Linked DNA regions of Macaca mulatta: region 1 is linked to region 2. The links are chromatin contacts, called in public Hi-C maps. All regions are on one chromosome and are shown on one strand. Each heading gives the region's core, a stretch centred on a gene start, on an enhancer-like site or on the middle of the called end of the contact. The rest is flanking DNA. Distances are from core to core; before and after follow the strand shown. Region 1 holds the start of TEX10 (testis expressed 10). Region 2 has its middle 22 kb from the start of CAVIN4.

Region 1 (5,122 bases), core at 1,296-3,795, 250 kb after region 2:
ACTTCTGTCAGTTACATAGCCACCAGGCCCACTTAATAGGCTGAGTCTATAAACTCTGTCCTGCAGCAAAGTAGGGAAACATTAAGAGCTAGTGTTTGCTCAGCACCACTATGTAGCAGGTGCTTCCTAGACATTTATTCAACAAATATTTATTGAGGGCCTACTAGGTGCCAGACACTGCTCTAGCTACTTGGAATATACCAGGGAATAAAACAAATGACCCATGTAAAACTTACATATTAGTGGTAGATGAGAGACAGAATCAAATAATGGTTATGATAAGTAAGTAAATCACATGGTATATTAGAAGGTGATATGTTCTAAAGGAATTCCAAGTCCTGGGAAGGTCATTTGTGATTTTAAATGAGGTGGTCAGGGTAGGCTTCCCTGAGAAGATATTTGAGTGGACTCAGGGCAGGAGAGAGAGTTAGCCACATGGACTTACTGGGGAAGAGTGTTTCAGGCAGACAGAAAAACTAAAGGAAAGGTCCAAAGCCAGGAGTGTGTCACTGGTGTTTGAGGAAGGTAAAGATGCAAGTGTGACTGGAGCAGAGTAAAAAAGGGGAGTGGAAGGTGTAGTGCTTAGAGAGTAAGGGGCTCTGTCAGAACATGGAAGAGCTTGAGAACTGATATGGTTTGGATATTTGTCCCTGCTCAAATCTCATGTTGAGTTGTAATCCCCAATGCTGGAGGTGGGGCCTGGTGGGACATGCTTGGGTCATGAGAGTGGATCCCTCATGGCTTGGTGCTTTTTTTAGTGATAGTTCTCATGAGACCTGGCTGTTTAAAAGTGTGTGGCACCTCTCTCTTTCTCTCTTGCTCTCTATCTTGCTCCTGCTTTCAACATGTGACATGCCTGTTCCCCCTTCACCTTCTGCTATCATTGAAAGCTACCTGAGACTTCACCAAAAGCTGGCAGATGCCAACATAATGCTTCCTGTAAAGCCAGCAGAACCACGAGCCAATTAAACCTCTTTTCTTTATAAATTACTCAGTCTCAGGTTTTTCTTTACAGCCATGCAAGAGCAGCCTAAGAGAAGGCCCTAGAAAGGACTCTGGCTTTTACTCTAAATGAAAGAGGGAGCCATTAAAGGGTTTTGAGCAGAAGAGTGATCTGATCTAACCTAGATCTTAAAATAATCACACAGCTGCTCTGCTGATACCAGACTGTAGAGGGAAGAGGGACAATGAGGGAAACAGGGAGATGTGTTTGGAAGCTTTTTGGAGTGATCAAGAAGTGGCTTGGACCAGAATGGTAGCAGGGGAGGTATGTTAACTGGTAAAAGTTAGGATGTCTTTAAAGGTAGAGTCAATCTCCAGATGGATTAGATGTGAGGTGTGAAAGAAAGAGGCCAAACCAAAAACCCAAAGGTTTCAGCTTGAGTAACTTCAAGGATGGTCTTACTATTTGAGATGAATAAGCTGTATGAAGAGTAGATTTCAAGGGGAATATCATCAATAGTTCTGTTTTGGACAAGTTGACCTTGAGATGTATATTGGATATCTGAAGGAAACATTGAATAAACTGTTAGATACAAGTTTGAAGTTCCGGGGACATGTCTGGTTTGCAATAAATCTTTCTTCCTCTGATCTATTCTCATAGCTTTAAATAGAATATAATGCCACATAATGCCAATGACTCCCAAATATTTATGGTTATGGTGGATTCTAGGCAGATCGTGGTGATGTGGCCATATTGCCAGCAAAGGGAGGGCAAGGTCTCTCGCGCTGCCTCTTTATCTCCAATTATGGAACAAGCATGGTTTTAGTTCCAGTGCTTGGGTCTCCCATCATTCCTTTGAATTCCTACCCAATATAATGAGGGTCCCTATCTTCGCCAGCTTTACTAATTCTTATATCTGGTGAGGTGCAGAGACAAATTTGAATCAAGGTCTGAAGTCCTTACCTGGGGCTCTTTCTTCCATGCCATCATGCCAGTCTTTGTGAAGGCTGTTTTTCAAAGGCTCATTCTTCTTATCTCTTTTCTAGAAATTTTAGTTTATTTCTTTACTTCAGAAATTAATCTCGCACTTCATTTTAGTAGCAGGAATGTTAGTGCTCAGAAACTGAAATGTTAGGGAGAATCCTTGACCAAGACTTTCAGGCTCTAGATACTAGGTGTGTCTTGCTCTAATTAAGGAAATCTTATCTGTTCCATCTCAGCCCAGTTTAATGTCCCCAAGAATTCCATCTTCAGCAGTCCAAAACTTTTCCCTTTTTCAATTCAGTTCAATTTATACTCTTCTCTGAAAGTGGCTCCAGGTCTGAAGAACTGTGGTCTGGGGGGAAGATAAAAGGCATGCTCAGCTATAACCAGGCCCACGTCCCCTAAGTTGCTTGCCCATGAAGTTATGAGCTGGACTTATGCGCCACCCTTTGTCCCGGGACCTTGCGCTGTCCTCCCTCCAGTTCCCACTAAGCAGGGGGCTTCCGGCGCGGTCCCCTCCTCTGTGGGCGGGGCCCACTGCTCCCGCTCCCGCCTCCCTGGCTGCGCGCGGCTGCGGGCTGCGATCACGTGAGCACAAGGGGGAGGGGGAGGGGCCCTGATTTCCGGGCGGCGGAAGGAGACGCGGCCGCGTGAGGACGAGGCTATTTGAAAACACGCTCCGGGAGCCAGAGTCTGAGGCCGGCGGTACACGCTGTCGCCCCGTGGGCTTCTGCTCGCTCGCTTTCCCCTCGGGCTCCGCGCCCCGGCCGCGGCCGGGTCCTCAGGTGAGCGGCAGTCGTCCGTCGGGCCGGGTCCTCCCGGGGCGCGGGACTGAGCGTGGTGGGGCCGTCGCCCCCCGATCCGCGGCCCAAGCGGGCAGGGTCGGCCGTGGACGATGTGCGCCCACCGGGTCTGGGCCGCAACGTCCCTTGGAGCTGGGCCTGGGTGTGCGGCCGGCACTGCGGGGGCGGGACCCCCTCGGCGTTTGTGGAGCTTCAGATGACTGGGCGGGTTCGCCCGGTTTCGGGTCCGAGAGAGTTTTAGGCCGGGGTGTGTGAATCGGGCCCCACTTCCCCGACTCTGGTCCTGGCCAGCGTCCCTTGGAGTAGAAGGAACGATGGTTTCCTAAAACCCACGGTGTGTTCACCTCTGGGATGGATGCAGGACCGAGTACGGAGTGGGGATGAGCTGGCGTCCCCTGTTCCACCCTCTGGTCGCCCAGGCGGGAGAGTTAAGCGAGTGGAAGGGGACCACCAGTTTTCTGGGGTCGCCCCTGCCCGGACCATTTGCTTTTTGGGAAATCTATCGCCTCTGGTTGGCCCCTCAGTGGAGTTTGGAGGAACTCCTGAGTTTAAGGGATTGGGGAGGAAATTACCAAAGGCCGAGTGCAGTACGATCCTTCTCTCTGGTTTTTTTTTTTTGTTGTTTTTTTGGAAAAGAAGTTGGAAATGAGGAAAGGTAAGAAGGTGGCAGGCAAACTATTAATAGTTGGAATTTAGTTCGATTGAAATCCTAAAAACTCTAGGATCTGCCTTTTGTTGGAATTAGAAAAGACCTAAAGTAGTAATGTGTGACATTCAGCTTTGAAACTATCGGGGATCGCAAACTTAAGGACTAGTGATGTGAGTTCCTGGCATTCCTACCTTTTGCTAAAAATCGGCTACTGTAAAAGTGGCTTAGTGGGACTTTTTGATTTGCTGTGTTATGAAAATCTTTGTTATAAGTTAAAGTCAATTACTAGTAGAACTTTGAGAATTCTTCGCATAAAAATGCTTTGTGTCCCATAATAATACTACTCGGTTTGAAAAGTCAAGGAAGGTCAATCAGCCCTCTTAATTTTCCTAGTAGAGAAAGCATTAACGTGACTAATACAAAGCGATAGATAATATGGCATAAAGTTGACAGTAGACTGTCGAAGATCCATCAGGTTGTTAATGGCTAAATAGAACCCACAGGACTGGGGGAAGAAGGGAGTTAATTTTTCTGAATGTCCTGTATTATTTACTTTAGTCTCTGGTACCAGCTAGTAATAAAATTGTAGGAAAAGCTCACAAAGTGTCCTTGCTTAATTAATGAAAACCATTTTTATATTAAAAGAGGCCAGGTGAGTATCATGGCCTTCTTTTTAGGCCTTATACCCACCCACCCACCCCCAGCTTTTTCTTTCAGACTAAGGTAACTAGGGGTGTGGGTGAGATGAAAATTTGGGAATAGGGACGAATGAAATAAGCCAAACGGTTTTGCCACGAAGACTTCCAGTCTTCAGGTTAATTCTGGTATGTTCAAGGTGGTTTTGCAGAGCTCAGTTCTGTGAATGAATCCGTTTTCAACTTCTTGATAAAGGCGTGACTTCCAAACTTTTCTGAGGTGCCTTGCTAAAACGTGTTTAGTACCACCTACCTTGCATGGTTCTATGCAGATTGTATACTGAGGTACACACTGCATCTAGTACCGGGCTTGGTACGTACTGATCCTGAGACTTGAGGGACACGTACATGTTTATGCTTAGAGCATACATATTTAACCGTGTACCAGGCACAGTTCTGAGTGTTTTACAGTTGTGTATGATTATCCCTATTTTGTAGATAGAAATTGGGACAGTGTACAGCTAGAAAGCGTCGGAGTCTGGATAAGAACCTAATCAATTTGGTTGTAGAATTGGTTCTTCACCTGTGGGAAATCCTACCTCATGGCGATCTAATATAACCCTGTAATTAAGTGAATTTGGATATATTGTCATAGCTGATTAGCTTCTGAATTCCTTGAACTTGAGCTGCTCAGTATTGCACTGGCCATTTTATTAATATTGTAATAATGGAAATTTCCATTTTACCCATTTTTTTCATACCCTCGTGTGTAGCACTGTCCCGCTTTTTATGGCCAGGCACAGGATAATTATGATAAACCAGGCGATTAGGGGAAGTTTTATATATTCCAGAGGTACTTACCCTATTCAAGTCGTGTACAGTGGAACGCAGAGTTCGTTGTTCTCGGTTGTGGAAAAGGCTTCAAGAAGAATTTAGCTGGTTCCAGGTAGAAGAGGCTATTGTTTTAGATAGAGGTTAGCTTGTGGGAAGATAAAGCTGGAGAGGATGGATGGGGCCACTTTAGGAAGGACCTCCTATGTTCTGCTAAGGAGGTTTTACTGTGTATGAGGAGTAGAACAACTGAGAGCTCTTGAGTCTTGGTCTTGAG
Region 2 (5,204 bases), core at 1,895-4,394:
GGAGATGCCATGGCCGTGGCTTACTGGACAACACAGAAGTCTCAGCGGTGGAACTTACTGAAAAACGCACCCTCTAGGGTACCAGGAAAAGCCATTCAAAAGGAGGTAACTCTCCAGAGGCACTCCACTATGAAACTGCCCAAGAGCATGCCACAGGAAGTTTCCGGCCACTGGGTGCTGCTGGCCATGGTGCACTACAGAAGCTGGTGCCTGAGAAGCTGCCCACAGGAGGTGAGCCCTGGGGAATCTATGAGCACTGCAGGAGGCTGCAGAGAGCCAGAGAGCCATACAGTCCAACTAGGAGAGAAAACTCCTCCCTCCTCCAGTGTCTCTCCAGTGCCCTCTGCTGACAAAGCTTAGCAACAAGCCAGTTGGCAAAGGAAACATATTTAAGGGACCCGGCCAGAGAAGCCTATGCAGAGTGGATTTGAAACTGAGAGACCATAAATTGATAACCAGCAAACATTGGCCTCTTAAATGGAGAGCTTTCTAGAAGAAGAGTAAGAATGCATACAAATAAACCATTTAGGAGGTGCTTAAGTAGCCTAGGAGAGGGAAGAAGAGGAGATGATAACCTATAGGTTCTGGAACAAATACATGAGCAAGTTCCCAATGGACTATGGGAAGGACACCAAGTAGCATGGCTTATGTCCCTGTGCTCACTGACCTTGCAGAAGAGCTGCCTCGAAAGGCATGGCTAAGAGACCAAGGAGAGTCAGCTGTCATACACAGGTCCTAAGACAAGAGATTGGCAGCACCAGCTGTGTGGAGTCCATTCTTTGTATACAAAAGGCAAACGAGTAGTGTTGCTCCCAAGAGACAGACTTGCCAGGCTTAACAAGAACATCAGTTCCAACAAAAGCCACGCCCAATCCATGCAAGCAAACACTGTCACAGCCAGGCCCATGAGGGCAGGCCTTTGGATCTAAAAAATTACTAGACAACAGCGAGCATGACTTGTGACAAGGCCTTTTGGCTGACAGCCAGCAATCTTGGCCTTTTGGGGCTTCATATAGGCCTTTGATCTACCTGCTATCTCAAGAAAATGGGGGGAGGGGAGTCCAGGTGAAGAGGTGAAGAGTCACAGCCTATCTCTGAGTCATCTCTCATGTCTCCCAAACATTAAATCGCCAAGTAGCAGAATCTGAGTACCCACCGAGAAGCCAGGGTTGATGTAAATTTATCAACAACTACAATTTACTAAACACAAAAATAAGCATTTAGAATGGTTTCCTCTAGGCAGGAGAACTGTGGCTGGAGAGAGAAGTAGGGCAAGTGACTATTGCTTTTTTTTTTTTTTAGATGGAGTCTCGCTCTGTCGCCCAGGCTGGCGTGTAGTGGCACGATCTTGGCTCACTGCAAGCTCTGCCTCCTGGGTTCACACCATTCTCCTGCCTCAGCCTCCTGAGTAGCTGGGACTACAGGCGCCCGCCACCGTGCCCGGCTAATTTTTTGTATTTTTAGTTGAGACGGGGTTTCACCGTGTTAGCCAGGATGGTCTCCATCTCCTGACCGTAATCCACCTGCCTCGGCCTCCCAAAGTGCTGGGATTACAGGCGTGAGCCACCGTGCCGACCGACTATTGTTTTTTAAATAAACCCTTCAGTGTGTGTGTGTGTGTGTGTGTGTGTGTGTGTGTGTGTGTTTATGACTTCACTGAAGGTGGAGAGTTTTCAATTGGATAAAGTTGTTATATGATTTTGATATTGGACTGGAATTTTAATAACTCAAATAAGATTACTCTTGGGTCTAAAAGTAACTAGAAGACTTTTTTTATTATCTGACAGTGACGTTATAAGAAGTTATAAGAATATGCCTGAGCACATGTATACATATGTAACAAACCTGCACATTGTGCACATGTCCCCTAGAACTTAAAGTATAATTAAAAAAAAAAAAAAGAAGATGGTCAGTGGGAAAAGAACAGTTTCTCTCTCCCGGTACCCCTCTGAATTCAGCTCTCTCAATATAATGGCACACACAGGAAGTGTGCTGAGAAAGAATCGAGTTCTGCTGGTTGGTGGAACCAGGATTTTGACAAACCTGAATGTAGGGGTAGTCGTGGTTTCTGAGATTTGAGTAAGCTCTTTTGTTCCATGAAAGTGTTGCTTGCTTGAAGGTTGGCTTGCATAATGCTGCAGTACCAAGCTAAGATTCTTCTCATTTTGGAAGTGTGAATCCATATCTCAAAATCAGTAGTGAAACAGACCATCCTAGTGGATTTGCAAAGCAGGACTTGGCTAAAACCTTGAATTCATTATCTGTCCATAAAGAAGATATGAGGTCAAAGAGTAGAGATGGGAAGAAAGGTCAGGTGAGGATCCTTTGGGGAGATCTGCTGAACCCCCAACCAAAGGAAGTGGTGTTGAGGGGCCTGCCTCTAACCTCAAGCTTACCAAAGAGGCCTCTGAGGGACCACTCAGGGAGCTTGCAGTCCAAGGGATGCAGTGCACTGCTGTTTCATTCCCATCCAAGAAATCTGGAGAATGGTGCCTTTCAGGTGTGGCAAATTCTCAAAGCTGATTTTTTTTTTTCTTTTTCCCCTTGTGGAGCTCTTTCAAAGTTTCCTTAAGCAATGCCTCCCCTCCAGCGGATTCCTGAAAACAACCCCCTCAACTCACGCATCTGACAGTAAGGCTCCAAGCCCCTTCTGCTGAGCTCTCACCTTCGACAGGAAGTGTCTTAAGGAGAATTTTTTTTTCCAAGTGGCCCCAGCTCCCTACCACTGACCCGCTTGGCCCAGGAAAAACTCACTCATCATTGCCCTCTTGTCATCATATGTACAATTTGTTCCTAAGTCTAATTCAACCAACGAGACAGAAACTGCAAAGCTTAAACGGCTCGGTCGCCAGCCATAAATAGAACAGTGCCAGGAGAGAACAATTTTTCAACTATAAGGAGACCAAGACAAGGGAGTAATTTACATTTCTGGTTTGCGTGAGTGGAGCTGCAAAAATAGCCCGTCATATGTATATCACTATATTTTAACAAATTTCCTATAGGTAGACGGCTAGATTGCGACAGGAATTAACAGGCATTCCTACAAAAGAAACCGGACTGACGCCAGGCGCTGAACCTGGAAGCTGACGGACACGGGAAGAGAACACCCACCTCGCAGACCTCGGCGCCTGCGCCAAGGAGCCGGCACGGCACCCGCGCTCCGCGACGCGCATGCGTTACGCCATTAGCGCTTTTCACGTGGCTCTTCCCTGGCCCCGGCGCGGGGAAATGCAAAATTCCCTCCTCCTAGCCTGCGGAGCCGGTTTCTAGAGAGAGAGGTGGCTTCTGGAACCACCTGGTCCTGCCGCAGCGTACGCTCCCCCGCCTACCTGGGGACTGGGAGGGGTTCCGGGGAGAGAGCCGAGGTTATGCCTCCGCAGCCGCACCTGCTCCGGCCAGGTGCGTGGTATTCGAGTGTAGATTTGTTGTAAGGGTTAAAGTACTTAAAGTTCCTTGCCTGAAAGAGCATAATAAATTGTGGCTGTTGTTACCTGCTTCCGTCACTTCTGGCGCCTGAGATTTGGTTCTTCCTCTCCAGGAGTAATTTTGTTTGCTCAGCCATCTTACACCTGCTGGAGAATTTTAACCAGTTGCCACACCTGCGGCCTTCACTTTATCCCTTCTTGGCTGGGCCTTCTCCTTCAGCCTGTCTCCCCCATTATTTACAAATACCCTCCTGTTTTCTGTGCTCCTTCCTGTCCCTACCTACCTCTCCTGTCCCATCTCTTGAGAGTTATCAAAGATTATCACATTTCTCTCTTCTCCTCCCATCCCATCTACCCAACTCACTGGAATCTGGCTGCTTACTCAAGCCTACCCCACTCAAACTGCTACCAGCAAGGTCCTCAGCGACCTTGTCATGCACCCCAATGAGCACTTTTCCAGGCTGCTGTCTCTGCAGTTCCTGACACATATATCTGAAACTGCTTCAAATCCCTCTGTCATCCACAATGCTCACACTCCCAGTTTTCAAAACTCTCTGATCACCCTATTTGCCACGGGTGTGTCTTCCTTTCCCTGCCCATTTCTGTTGGCTCCCAGGACACATGCTTCCTGTTTTGTTTTTTTCACACTCCACACTTGTATGGGGTGAAGATATCTTTAATGTCATTGTTTTTGCTGTGCTGATGACTCCCAAATCTGTACCTCTAGCCTAGACCTTTCCTCTGAGCTTCAAACTCCTGCTATCCCACAGGCACCTCAGACTTAGCACCCCTAAACCGTATCTTTTCCAGCAAACCTGCTTCAACTTCTGTACACTTTCTTCTTTGTCCCTCTTCTCAATGGATAGAATCATGTGCTGTCTCAAGCCAGAAATCCAGGAGCCACCTTAGACTCCTCCCTCTCCATCATGCCCAGCTGTGGGCCGGGTTCCCTAGGAAACAGACTCGGAGATATTGTAGGTGGTTTGCGTGATGCTCTCATGAACAGCACCTGTGAGTGCTGAAGGATGCAGGATGGAGACAGGAGTTGAACAGTTAATGAGGTTTAAACCGAGGCTTCAGCCAATGTTATGGCAAGCTCTGGACCCAGGAAGGTCCTTCACGGCTGAAGCCAGGAGCCACACACATACCCCCCAGTCAACCTGTCACTCAGCGTGGGCTGCTCTCAGGAAGGGGCATGACCTTAGGTGAGGTGGCTCTCTCTGCTGAGGGCAATTTCTGGAGACAGACTTGGGTGAGAGCCATCAGCCATCAAAATTCCCAGCATCTGGAGGGATGAGTGACAAGTCTTAGAGGGAATCTAGAACCCACTACACCCCTCATAGTCACCAAGTGTTTTACCTATTGCTACATTTTAATTTTCAAATAAAATCCTTCTCTTTTCAGACCACTCTATCTGAGGCACTGTGGCAGGGACAGAGTAATGGGCTGAGCAGACACAGTGCCAGTGCTCAAGGGGCTTACAGTCTAGCTGAGTGAATAAGTACCTAAATATATACTTTTAAACTACAGTACGTGTTCTTGTTGTATCACAGTGGAGGCTTTCCCCATCAGGGAGTGATGTAGAGGCATGGAAAGCGTCCCTGAAGAAGTATCATTTTCAATGGAATCCGAAAGATGAACAGAAGTTAATTAGGTGTGTGCTTAGTTGGTTGGGAGGGGAGTAGGAATGCAAAGGTCCTGAGACGGGTTGGATAAGGCATTGGAGGATCTGAGAGGCCAGTGTCTCCGGAATGCAGAAACTGAGGAAGAAGAATAAGA

Evidence for each region. A called contact is a pair of places that touch in the nucleus more often than the background predicts.
Region 1: a Hi-C map of blood shows a contact between it and region 2, with 3 times the contacts expected there. The contact joins the promoter of TEX10 here to the enhancer-like site in region 2. A contact is called at or near these places in 3 of 14 Hi-C or Micro-C datasets (blood, cortical neurons and fetal cortex germinal zone).

What each region holds. Positions count from the first base shown.
Region 1 is chr15:58,049,488-58,054,609 of T2T-MMU8v2.0, forward strand. TEX10 (testis expressed 10) reads left to right here and starts at 2,546. Exons shown (of 15, transcript XM_028835022.2): 1 at 2,546-2,712.
Region 2 is chr15:57,797,232-57,802,435 of T2T-MMU8v2.0, forward strand. No RefSeq gene overlaps it. Among named protein-coding and RNA genes, the nearest start is that of CAVIN4, 22 kb to the right of the region's middle. Within about 2 kb of position 3,145, at least 18 of the 40 cell types and tissues checked have an H3K27ac peak or open chromatin away from gene starts, as enhancers often do. A contact at or near this core is called in blood, where this site is marked.